Linked DNA regions of Mus musculus: regions 1, 2 and 3 are each linked to region 4. Evidence: chromatin contacts called from public HiChIP or PLAC-seq, Micro-C and promoter capture Hi-C data. All regions are on one chromosome and are shown on one strand. Each heading gives the region's core, a stretch centred on a gene start, on an enhancer-like site or on the middle of the called end of the contact. The rest is flanking DNA. Distances are from core to core; before and after follow the strand shown.

Evidence for each region. Promoter capture Hi-C pulls out the DNA fragments that hold promoters and counts their contacts. A called contact is a pair of places that touch in the nucleus more often than the background predicts. HiChIP or PLAC-seq counts read pairs in DNA pulled down with a chosen protein or histone mark.
Region 1: a Micro-C map of embryonic stem cells shows a contact between it and region 4, with 2.6 times the contacts expected there. The contact joins the promoter of Cerox1 here to the promoter of Cacna1h in region 4. A contact is called at or near these places in 7 of 39 promoter capture datasets (cranial neural crest, embryonic stem cells, epiblast stem cells and 2 more), 3 of 484 Hi-C or Micro-C datasets (all in embryonic stem cells), 1 of 115 datasets of contacts at active chromatin or transcription factors (embryonic stem cells) and 1 of 9 other capture datasets (adipose tissue).
Region 2: a contact with region 4 is called in a promoter capture Hi-C map of cranial neural crest. The contact joins the enhancer-like site here to the promoter of Cacna1h in region 4. A contact is called at or near these places in 4 of 39 promoter capture datasets (the HPC-7 cell line, HPC-7-derived erythroid cells, the SN4741 cell line and 2 more), 2 of 484 Hi-C or Micro-C datasets (the G1E-ER4 cell line and bone marrow-derived macrophages), 2 of 115 datasets of contacts at active chromatin or transcription factors (double positive thymocytes and forebrain) and 1 of 9 other capture datasets (liver).
Region 3: a contact with region 4 is called in an H3K4me3 HiChIP or PLAC-seq map of forebrain, with 2.2 times the contacts expected there. The contact joins the promoter of Baiap3 here to the promoter of Cacna1h in region 4. A contact is called at or near these places in 2 of 39 promoter capture datasets (hippocampal neurons and liver), 1 of 115 datasets of contacts at active chromatin or transcription factors (forebrain) and 2 of 9 other capture datasets (adipose tissue and pancreatic islet).

Annotation. Positions count from the first base shown.
Region 1 is chr17:25,569,539-25,572,383 of GRCm38.p6, reverse strand. Cerox1 (cytoplasmic endogenous regulator of oxidative phosphorylation 1) reads right to left here and starts at 1,573. Exons shown (of 2, transcript NR_045176.1): 1 at 1,283-1,573. Sox8 (SRY (sex determining region Y)-box 8) reads left to right here and starts at 1,698. Exons shown (of 3, transcript NM_011447.3): 1 at 1,698-2,274. The coding sequence starts at 1,862.
Region 2 is chr17:25,668,776-25,671,475 of GRCm38.p6, reverse strand. No RefSeq gene overlaps it. Among named protein-coding and RNA genes, the nearest start is that of Gm22645, 24 kb to the left of the region's middle. Within about 2 kb of position 1,450, at least 5 of the 459 cell types and tissues checked have an H3K27ac peak or open chromatin away from gene starts, as enhancers often do.
Region 3 is chr17:25,254,772-25,257,644 of GRCm38.p6, reverse strand. Baiap3 (BAI1-associated protein 3) reads left to right here and starts at 1,281. Exons shown (of 34, transcript NM_001163270.1): 1 at 1,281-1,484.
Region 4 is chr17:25,432,243-25,435,131 of GRCm38.p6, reverse strand. Cacna1h (calcium channel, voltage-dependent, T type, alpha 1H subunit) reads left to right here and starts at 1,349. Exons shown (of 35, transcript NM_021415.4): 1 at 1,349-1,662; 2 at 1,946-2,262. The coding sequence starts at 1,964.

The sequences.
Region 1 (2,845 bases), core at 324-2,823, 140 kb before region 4:
CCAATACAAACTCAGGTTTGTGCTTTCTTAGAAACGTGGAGGTCTCTGTTAAGGCCTGCTGGTCTGACAGCATGGGTCCATGGAGGCTCAGAGGGTTGGGACCTGAGACCTTAGGGGTCAGGTCCTGAGAGGATGTAGGCCTGGTCTCCGTTCTCAACTCTGCCGCTAAGCCTTCTTTTGCTGGGATGGATGGTGCACTAGCTAGCAGGGTTCTTTATGCCTCTAAGACAGCTTCTTTCCAAGAGGTGGGACCCTGAGTGGAGGGATCCCCAAGGGAAAGGATTGCCACTGCAGATGTGCAGGGAAGGGCCTTTCTTGGCAGGTAATGGTTAAAATATGGAGAGAGTTCAGCAGGCAATGGCAGCTAGCTCTCCATCGACACAACACACACACACACACACACACACACACACACACACAGTGAGAGAGAGAGAGAGAGACAGACAGAGAGGGAAGAGGGAGGGAGACAGAGAGGAGAGAGAGAGAGAGAGAGAGAGAGAGAGAGAGAGAGAGAGAGAGAGAGAACTAGAATAGAATAAGGTCACCATTAAGGTAGTTTCTCTTCCTTAGCCGTCCCCTCAGCAGGAAGCAGGGACTTGGACCTTCTCCCTCTGTCCAGAGCTGTAGATGCCCTAAGGCCACACTGCACAGGACTGGCCTTTTCCAGGTCTGCAGGGAAAGTCTGATTGGAGGCTGGGATCCCAGACCTGAAGGTTAGGGCACCACTCACGGCTTGGGTGGAGATGGAGATTATTAGAGACCACAGTTCTTCCCTGCAGCCGCCTCCACGGGCTTGGGAAACAGGTGGCTTCCTTTAGGGTTACCGAGCTCTCGAGAGCCACAGCTCTATGCCACCCAGACAAGCTTAGGGTGGCAGGTACATCGCCTCCTTTGAGTTTGGCGAGAGACTCCTAGCTGCACTTGGAGACCTCCGGGCTGGGAGGCAAGTCGCGGGGGCGACCTCGGGCGCGGTTCGGAGTCAGGCTTGGCTCTCGCCTCGGGAGAAACGTCCCCTCTCCGACCCTGAGCACTCTCCGCCTTCTCTCTAGGCGCTGAGGAGAAGCGGCCCAGCGTGGTTTCCGCCTCCGCCAGACCACCCAGGCCCGCCCGCCAGGGCCTCCGCGCCCCCACCACAGGTCATACCCGGAAGGACCCGAGCCCCCGCGTCCGGCCCCTCCATCCGCCTGACCGCCCTCAGGGACTCAGCAGTCACTGCCAGAGCAGCCCCGCCCAGCGCCCCCGCCCTCCCACCTCTGTCTAGCCCCGGGGTCCTCCAGCTCACCTAGGTGCGGGAGTTACCAGGGTCACCTGGTGGCTCTTGTCATTGCGCCACCCTGCGGGCAGAACCCGGGTTTGGTTGCAATAGCGGATTCGAGCCCCACATTGGAGGGAGGGATGTTGGACTCAGGAACCTTGTGGATTAGCATCCTTGCCTGCCGCCCGAAAGTCAAGCCGTGCTGCTGAGATCCATGCACTGGGCAGTCAGTCACCCTTAGCCCTCTGACCCCGCCTCAGCCGAGGGATCAGGCTGCGGGGCGCCTGGCCCACGTGGTACGGAGGGTGGAGCGGGGTCGCAAGGCTTCTTTGGATTCGGGGCGGGGCATACAAGCTCCGCCTGGGGAGGACCTGCCAACCCGGACCGGGAGGGGCGGGGTTTCGACCACGGCTTAAAGAAACTTGTTGCGGGTCCCAGAACTGAGACTGAGCTACTGCGGCGGAGGAGCTGCTGCTGGGCCCCTGCGGTGAGGACAAAGATTGGGTCCTGCGTGGCAACCTTGGATTCTAGAGTGTCCTTCCACAGAGTGACCGGGCGCGACCCCTGCGTCCATCCCCACTGAGTGCCCCTCCGCGCGTGGCCCCGATGCTGGACATGAGTGAGGCCCGCGCCCAGCCTCCCTGCAGCCCGTCTGGCACCGCTAGCTCCATGTCACACGTGGAGGATTCGGACTCCGACGCGCCACCGTCGCCCGCGGGATCAGAGGGCCTGGGCCGCGCGGGGGGCGGCGGCCGAGGGGATACTGCTGAGGCAGCAGACGAACGCTTCCCAGCCTGCATCCGTGATGCCGTGTCGCAGGTGCTTAAGGGTTATGACTGGAGTCTGGTGCCTATGCCTGTGCGCGGCGGCGGTGGCGGCACGCTCAAGGCCAAGCCACACGTGAAGCGGCCCATGAATGCCTTCATGGTGTGGGCACAGGCGGCGCGCCGCAAGCTGGCGGACCAGTACCCGCATCTCCATAACGCAGAGCTCAGCAAGACCCTAGGCAAGCTGTGGCGGTGAGTGTGGGGACTCTTGACACTCAGGCTGAGGAAAGGAGTGACTTCGTGCCCCAGCTTGGGCTGTGCTCCTGGGCTGGTTCCAGGGTGGGTCTGGTCAACAGAGACACCAGGTGTGGGACTTTGGAGATGGACGGAGGCCAGTGCCTGGAGTGTGACCCTCCAGTCCTTTCTCCTCTCCTGGGATATCCTGCTGAGAACTGCAGAACTGGGGATCCTAGCATCGAGTGGCCACCACGGCCTGTAGGCATATTGGGTAGGCATCAAGCTGCTTTGTCCTGGGCAGAAGCTGGGACTCCGGGGTCCATGAGGAGTCCAAGTCCTCTGGCAGGTACTGCTCCCAGGCCACAGGAACCTGGAATTGGGGAAGGAAAGAGCAGGTGAAAGTGACAGGCTCAATGAGCACTTTGGCCTGAGAAAGGCAGGCATTATTGAAGACAGCTGCACAGTCCCACCTCCCAAGCTGCCTCTATTCGAGTTTGAAACAGTGTGTAGTAGTGATACTGGGCTGAGCAGGACAGCCAGGTTGTCTTGCCCTCTCAGCTTGGCCGGCAAGTTGAGGTTCAAGGTC
Region 2 (2,700 bases), core at 201-2,700, 240 kb before region 4:
CCTCATGTCCTGGCACAGCTGTGACTATCCAGGGCTGGGTTTTACTTAGGGCTTATGGGAGCACAAGTGGGCTGCCTGCTGTGGCCTGTGTGTAAAGTAGGTGTAACAGGCAGGGTTGGTGTACTGGAGCCCTGGACAGTGGCCTGCGGCCCTGCAGCTGGGAAGTGCCTTCTGAGGCCTACTGGATACTGGGCATCCTTGTGGGTAGGCGCAGCACAGCTGAGGGACTAGCTGGATTCCATAAGGGTGGCACGGTGCCCTTGAGAAGTGTCCCATGATCCTTGGAAAATGCACCTCTGTCCTTACAAGGCCCTGGTCACGTGGTTGCAGGAAGCTGATGTTTTTTCTTTTATTTTTTCTTTTCCGAGACAGGGTTTCTCTGTTTAGCCCAGGCTGGCCTCGAACTAAGAAATCCACCTGCCTCTGCCTCCCAAGTGCTGGGATTAAAGGCGTGCATCATCACTGCCCAGTGATGCTGATGTTTCTACTTGAGAAGAAAGTTCTTTTTCTTGCTGAGGCGCTTAGCATCTGGCGGCTTCTTGCAGGGACCGTGGGCAAGCCTAGAAAGGCAGGCAGTTAAGCAGGAACCAGTCTGGAGAGCATGCTTTGTTTAGATGCTGCTGGATACAGCCATGGCTATGGCGTGGCTACCTTTGTGGGGTCAAGAATAGCCACAAGGTAGACATCTCAGGCCTGATAACCTTTCCTGTGTCCAGATATCTTGCCAGTCGGTAGGAAACATACACAACTGCAAGCTTATATGTGTCTAGTATGTCTAGTTGTGTGAGTTCAGACATGTTTGTGAGTGCCTGTCTTAGGGTTACTACTGAGATGAAACACCATGACCAAAGCGACTTAGAAAGGAAAGGGTTTACTTGGCCCATGTTCCCACATCACAGTTCATCATAAAGGACAGGACAGAAGTCAGGAGAGGACCTAAGAAGGGCAGGAACCTGCAGGCAGGGGCTGATCCAAAGGTCGTGCAACAGCGCTCCTTACTGCCTTGCTCCTCATGGCTTCCTCGGCCTGCTTGCTCATAGAACCCAGGACCACCAGCCCAGGGCTGCCCCACGCATTATTGGGCTGGGCTCTTGCCATGAACACTAATGAAGGAAATGCCTTATAGGTTTGCCTATACCCCAATCTTGTGGAGGCATGTTCTCAATTGAGGCTCCTTCTGATTATTGTGTCATCAGACATAAAACCAGCCGGTACAGTGCCTGTGTTCTGACTCCAAGGAGGGGTGTGTGTGTCATCAGAGCACAGTGCTCCTGGTGTCCCATCCTGTCCTTTGTTTCCTTCATTTATCTCTCCCTGGTTGCTGTCATGTCTCCCTCCTGGGCAGGGCCTACGCCATCTGCCCATCTTTCTGCTTCCTCTTGCATCTTGAAGGCAGATGGTGGGTGTTCCATTTCACCCTCCTTCTGGGGCAGGTGAGGTCTGGGAGAGGCTGGGCAGACTTGGGGTTGAGAGCCCCATCCAGGCTGTCTGCTCTTGTGCTGGCTGGGAGGGTACCCCTGAAACCACTCTGGGCCATAACCAGATTTCCACTCTGCCTGGACACATTCATCTCCTGGGGCTCTGACAAAGGACCACATGTGGGGGCTTCAAATGCTGGCTTATTCTCCTACAGTCTGGAGGCAAACGGTCCAAACCAAAGTGTGGGCCATCCTATCTCCAAGGACTCAGGATTCCGCACAGTCCCCCCAGCTCCGGGGACTCTGCTGTTTTAAGTTCCTGTTTCATCTTCAAGCAGCTGTCTTCCCTGATATGCTGATCTCTCTTTCCCTTCGCTCCCTTCTCCTCTCCTTTCCCTCCCCCTTCTCTCACAGCTGGGGATAGAATCAAGGACTCCACATCTGGTAGTGAATATTTACCACTAAGCTGTAGGGCAGCCCCCTTTACATTTTTTAAATTTTAAGACAGTCTTGCTAAATTGCTCTCCATCCTCCTGCCTCTGCCTCTGGGGAGCTGGGATTATAGGCATGCACCCTGATGCTCAGGCTGCAGGCTTGGTGATTCCTTCCAGTAACTTCAGCACTGCAGAGAGGCAGAGGCAGAGGCAGAGGCAGAGGCAGAGGCAGAGGCAGAGGCAGAGGCAGAGGCAGAGGCAGAGGCAGAGGCAGAGGCAGAGGAGGCAGGAGGATTGCAACAAGTTTGAAGCCATTGAGGCTGCATAATGAAAGCCTGTCTCAGCTCTCACAAACAAACAAACAAACAAACAAACAAACAAACAAACTTGTGAACAAATTAGGGCAACCCTAATCCTGGACAGCTATATCATATGATCTTTATTAAATCTGCAAAGACCCTATTTTCAAAGGTCACATTCTGAGGTCCTTGGTTGGGATGAGTTTGGGGACACTATTCACCTCTCTACAGTGGCATTCTCTGTAGTGGAGGGACATTAGAGAGAGGGATCTGCCTAGATGGTCATAGGTGATGACAAGTCGAAGAAGTCTCGTGAAGGAGCTGGTGACAGTGATGTCTGGACCTGTCCTCACCCTGACCTCAGACCTGAGCTGTCCACCTCTGCCGCCAGGGTACAAAAGGGAACTGTACACAGACAGGGCTGGAGCCAGTCTGCAGCTGTGCAGCCATGGTGTGGGGTAGGGCAGTGATAGGGATACAGATGGTCCGATCACTGTTTTGCGTTTCCTTGTCCCAAGCCATGAGTGGGAGTGGTGTGGGGAGCTGTAG
Region 3 (2,873 bases), core at 32-2,531, 180 kb after region 4:
AGGACCTTCCCTTGCTCATCTGATATCCTGGTCCTGACAGTGGGTTTGACTTTTATCACTTTTGCCTGGCCGGACTGTGCCAAGCCAGAGGTTGACTGAGAACGGAGCATTCTGCAGGACAATATTCTGTTCTGGTGCCTGTCTTCAGTGATGGATGGAGGGACTGACAGAGATGTGAATTGGGATACAGACAGGTGACCTCACCTGTATGTCCCCTGGAATGAAGGACTATGGCCTGACTGTTGTCCCTCAGATGTTTCCTCTCCAAATCCCAGTAATGAGGAACAAAGGCCCCCCGCCCAGCACTCTGGAAAGTCTGTCGCCTCAGCAGAGATGTCATTTGCTACAGTCTGAAGTGGAGAATTTTCAGGCCTGCTTTCCTGACCCTCACACTGGTTGGAGTCCTTCCCATAAGAATGAGACCTTTAAACCGGTCAGTAGTGGGAAACTCTTGAGTTCAAGGCCAGCCTGGTCTACAGAGTGAATTTCAGGACAGCCAGGGCTACACAGAGAAACGAAAAATCAAACCAAACCAAACAAACAAAAGAATGAGACTTTTGGTATAAACTCCAAAGTGGAACTACTTAGAAGCAACATGGCCACCAGTGGTTTCCCACCGAAGTTTGTGTCAGTCTTCAGGGGCCTACTGAGCCCTGGAACAGCCAAGAACAACTCCCAGTGGGTGCTGAGAACCCACACAAAGAACCCTGTCAGGTATTTCCTCTGCCCCAGCTTCAGAGCTCGCACTTTTAGGAACTGGACAGGCAACTCATTTAACAAGTCTCCAGGTGACCTCAAGTGGTGGAGGGGGCCTTAGGAGAAGTGGGCTGGGAACAGCAGGATGTGGCTTAATGTGTGTCTTCTGCACACATTCACAGATAGCAGTGACATCACGAGATGTCCCAGGTTAATACCAGAGCTGACTTCCCTGGAAGAGAGCAGCTCCGGGTAGTACTGAGCAGCAGAGCTTTTGTGAGAGGGTTGACTTTGGATATGGCTGTACAGCACTTCAAGAAACACCAGGCACTTCGTGTTTCCTTTGGGCGACTGTTTCTTTTGGGCGACTGTAGCTTCCCTGCGGCCCTGGGAAGGAGACCCCGTGACAGCCTCCTCCCTCGGGGCAGGAGAAGGGGGGTGGGGGGACAGCTAACACAACCTGTCCCTGCACCCACCTGTAGGTTACTGAGCCCTGTGCCCAGAGCAGGGTCTCTCTGGCCACTACCGTGCTGGTAGAGACCCCCTGCCGACCCCAAACGCGCAGGGTAGGGGTGGGCAGGGCTGGAACCTCTGACCAGCAAACCAGGCCAGGCCCCGCCTCCGCCCGCCCGCGCCCCCCGCCCGCGGCGCCCGCTCTGCAGTGCTCAGTCTCCAGCGCGCGCGGCTGCTAGCGGTCGCTGTGCCTCGGTGTCCCCAGCTAGTGCGACAGCAACGCCAGCGCCAGCAGGGACCCCCCCGACCCTGTGGCCCCCGAAGCCCTGTCCACGGTGAGTGCTGTAACTCCTGCCCAATGTCGTCAGACTGCCGTCGAGGCTTAACCTGCTTTTTATCACAGACAGACAGACGGACGGACGGACGGACGCGACCGCCCCCTCGGGCTTAGCCCCACCCCCACCCCTGGCTTCTGCACTACGCTCCGGGTGGAGCACGGGAATTGCTGGCGTCAGAGGCAATGGGAAACTGAGGTCCTGGGGAAACTGAGGCCGCGCGTGCTCAGAGAGAGGGGCGGGGTCGCACGGCCGGCGTCCTAGGCTCTGAGCTAAGTAAAGGGCTACTGGAGGTCCACACTGCAGAATTCCCCGGGAGGGTTGAAGGGTGAGACCTCCAGAGCCAGAGAGTGCACACCTTCAACCTCGGTTCCCACGGCCGCCGCTGCTGAGCCACCTGACTGTAACCCTTTTTCCCAATAGAGGCCCCTGACTGAAGCGGAGCTGGGGACCTCGGAGACGCCCTACGGGGCTTCTCTGAACAGGTTGAATCCCCTCAAGGCCCCAGCGCCCGTGTCCCTACCACTTTCCGACTCCCCTCATGAGACCTTTGCCCTCAGTAACCCAAAATCCCTGCCAGGGTAAGCCTTTTTCCTCCCTAGTTACCCAGGAATTCGGGTCCCACCATTTGCCTGGGGTCTGACTGTGTGTGTGTGTGTGTGTGTGTGTGTGTGTGTGTGTGTGTGTGTGTGAGAGAGAGAGAGAGAGAGAGAGGCACAGAGGTAGAGACAGAGACAGAGACAGAGAGACAGAATCAGAGAGAGACAGAAATAGAAACAGAAAGAAAGCAAGACCAAGACCAAACTCCCTTCAGACCTCCTGCCTTCAAGGAGAAGAAGGTAACCTCAATAGAACAGGGGAGGGTAACCACAGCCTCCCCCGCCCCTATCATCAAAAACAGCCGATCAGGAGCAACTAACTCAACAGAGACAGGTAAGTAGCAGGTAAGACTCCAGGGTAGAGTGAACCAGTCTCCATCTGTAGGCCTGGAGAGCATCCATCCACAGAGAGCACAGTGCAGATCTCCCCCTACACACCCCTACACTCCCTGTGACTCAGGGAGGGATGAGCTTGCAAACAGAATGTGTAACAGGTAGACCACCTGAGGACTGGAGGCTGAGCTACTGAGGCCGGCCGTGGAGAGGTCCATAGGCACTACCCCACTCAGCACCCTTGTGTTTGCTGTGGACTGGAAGCCCAGAGAGACCCCTCCAGCCCTTTGCCCTTAAATTCTCTGCCTCACTGCCCCACAAGACCTTTAAAGGGCTGTCTGGTAGGTGACAGCTTGGTGAGAGTCCTAGGTTAAACCCTGCCTCTGTACAGCTTGCCGGCATCTTGGACTGAGAATGAAGTGACCCTAGCTTTGGACAGGCTCCCTCCCGTTCATAT
Region 4 (2,889 bases), core at 100-2,599:
GAGCATTAAAATAGAGTAAATGTTTTTCTTTTCTTGAAAAGTTCACATATACAAGACAAGGTGCTGTTGGGCCCAGGGGCCTGCCCTGCCTGGACCGACAGGCAGAGGACATGGTTCTTGTTCTCCACCTCCTTCCCCAGGCTGTGCCCTTCCCAGGCTCAGTGGTGAAATCCTCTTAGAATCCCAGAACCACATATGGGAAACTCCACTTCTCTGCAGCTCACCCTGCCAGGGCTCCATCCAGGTCTGAGGTTGCTATGTTGCTCTGGCCCTCCAAAGAGCCCAGCTACCCCAGGGCAGAGGGAGGCTGCTCTTTGTCTAGGACAGGAATGGTTTTCCCCAATAACAGGGCCTGAAGGTGAAAGAGCCCCTTGTTGGTTGAAATTTAAGTGGATGTACACCTAAGAGCTGGAATTTTATGGCCCTAGTGTGGTAATTGTGAGAAAGTAAAAAAATCCCTGCATACCTCCAGCGGGAGAGGGGGGGAACAGCCCCTCTGCTCATGCCTTCATGGGACAAGGGTCATGCAACCACTGGAGTATGAAAGGAGATTCAGCGACATGCTCAGGATATACCCTCTGTGTGCCTTGGCGGGTGCTGGGAGGCCCCGCTCGGCTTGTACTCCTTCTCGAGGTTCTTCCAAGAGCCCCAGTCCCCAGGAGAAGGGGGAGGGGGATGGGCACCGGCAAGTTTGCGGAAACTGGGAGGAGTGTGGGGGAGCTGCGTACCAGAGTACCCGGACTGCCCCAGGACAATTGGTGTCGCGTCGCGCAACGCGCCCCACGTCGCCCACGCGCCCCAAAGACACTGGCGCCCCGGCACACCCAAGACACACGCGGTGGGGGAAGGGCACGCGCCTCGCGGGCATGGTCACGGCGTGCCTCCCACGCCTGCTGAGCCCCGCCCCCTAGCCGACCCTAGCAGTGAAGAGAAGGGGCGGCGCGCGAGAAAAGGAGGGGGTCCCCGCCGGCTCCGCGCCCCCGCAGTGGGGGTGGGGAAGGACGTTGGCGCCGCTTCCCCCGCCCCTCGTCCAAGCATCCCTGCGAGCGCCCCCTGCTGCCGTGCTCTCCCGCGAGACAGTATGGGGCGGGAGGAGAGGTCGGGGAGGGGGGCGCGGACCGGGTTCGCCCAGTCCTGGACTTGGGGCTGGCGGCGTACCGGCACGGAGAAACACGGACCAAGGGATGTTGTGGGATAGCTTACGTCTGGGTGGGGGCGGGCCGGGCTGATGACCCCCGCCCACTCTCCGTCCCTATCTCGGTCCCTGAGGGTCGCCCCCTGCCCGCCCCGGCCGCGTTGGCCCCGCCCCATGGGCCGCCCCCGCCGCCCCGCCTCCCCGCCACTGCTCACTCCGAAGTTTCCTGCGCTGTGCGCGGACGGGCTCCAGGGCTCGCTCGCTCCCTCTCTGGCTCGGCCGCGCCCCCGGCCCGTGCCTGCGGTCCGCGCCCGCCCCGCCGTGCATTTAGCGGTTTTCCGCATCGGGACACCGTTGCTGCTGCTGGGCGGGCCGGAGCTAGAGCTTCCGCGAGAGCTGGTGCCGGGTGGGCCGGGGGCGCGGGCCGAGGAGGCGATACTGGCCCAGCTCCGGGCTCTGGACTGGGTCCCCAGTGACAGCGCCGCCCGGGCTATGCCCACAGGGACGCCGCTGGCCACCGGAGCGAGGTGAGATGCGGAGGGTACGCGCGCTTACTGCGCGCCTGGGACCCTTTGAACTTGAGCTCTATGGGCTCGGAGCCCCTAGGGCTCCCGCAACCCTTCGCCTCGGCCTTGGGGGTGGGGCTGCCAGGCTTTGCTGGCGGGAGGGGGCGGGGGGCGCACTTGTCTCTAATAAGGAGAGACAAAGACATCCCGGCGGCCGCGGCTGTTCCCGCAGCTCCGCTCCGCCTGAGGCGGGGCGGGGGCGTCGTTCCTGGGCCAGGGTCACCGCCTGCCCCTCTCTCCGCAGGTGCTGCCCTCTGCCACCATGACCGAGGGCACGCTGGCAGCGGACGAGGTCCGGGTGCCCCTGGGCGCTTCGCCTTCGGCTCCTGCAGCGCCGGTGAGGGCTTCCCCAGCGAGCCCTGGGGTGCCGGGGCGCGAGGAGCAGCGAGGATCCGGGTCGAGCGTGTTGGCTCCCGAGAGCCCAGGGACCGAGTGTGGTGCGGACCTGGGCGCCGACGAGGAACAGCCCGTCCCATACCCCGCTCTGGCTGCCACAGTCTTCTTCTGCCTCGGGCAAACCACGCGGCCCCGCAGCTGGTGCCTCCGACTGGTTTGTAACCCATATCCTTACAGGGTTGGCAGGGCGCTGGGGACTGGGGTGTGGGACTCCTCTGCGTACGTCCTGTGAACCCGGCTTGTGGGATCCGGCGGGGGCTCTGGGTAGGGGTGCTAGGGCGGCGTTCTTCTCAGAGATGGTAGGGTTAGCCTGTGGAATCTGGGTTCAGAGGCACCTCGGGACGGGAGAGTATGAGCAGAAGCGGCGAGGATGCCGCCGGTGGAAGGAAATGAAAGGTAGTTAACTCCAGGAGTCCTACTGGGGCGGGGGATGGGGGGAAAGATGGGAATCCCCGCCTTCTTAGCTTTCCAAAGGAAACACCTGAGCCTGTGTGAAGACCCTCGCTGGAGTCTGGGGGCCGGAAAGGGAGAAAGTTTCCACCTGCTCATTGGCGCTGTGTGCCGGGCAGGGCTGCTCCCTGGTTCTCCTCGAAGTGACGTTGGTTTGAGAACTCACTTTTCCAGGCTGAAGTCCGTTCAGGGGCTGATTTAAGTCACGCACAGCTGGGTGTGTGTGTGTGTGTGTGTGTGTGTGTGTGCAGGAGGCAGCTAGCTTTGACCCCGAGCCCCTTCACCACAGTTGCCTAGGTCAAAAGGAAGGGATTGTGACTTCTTTTTCTTGGCCCCAAGGCC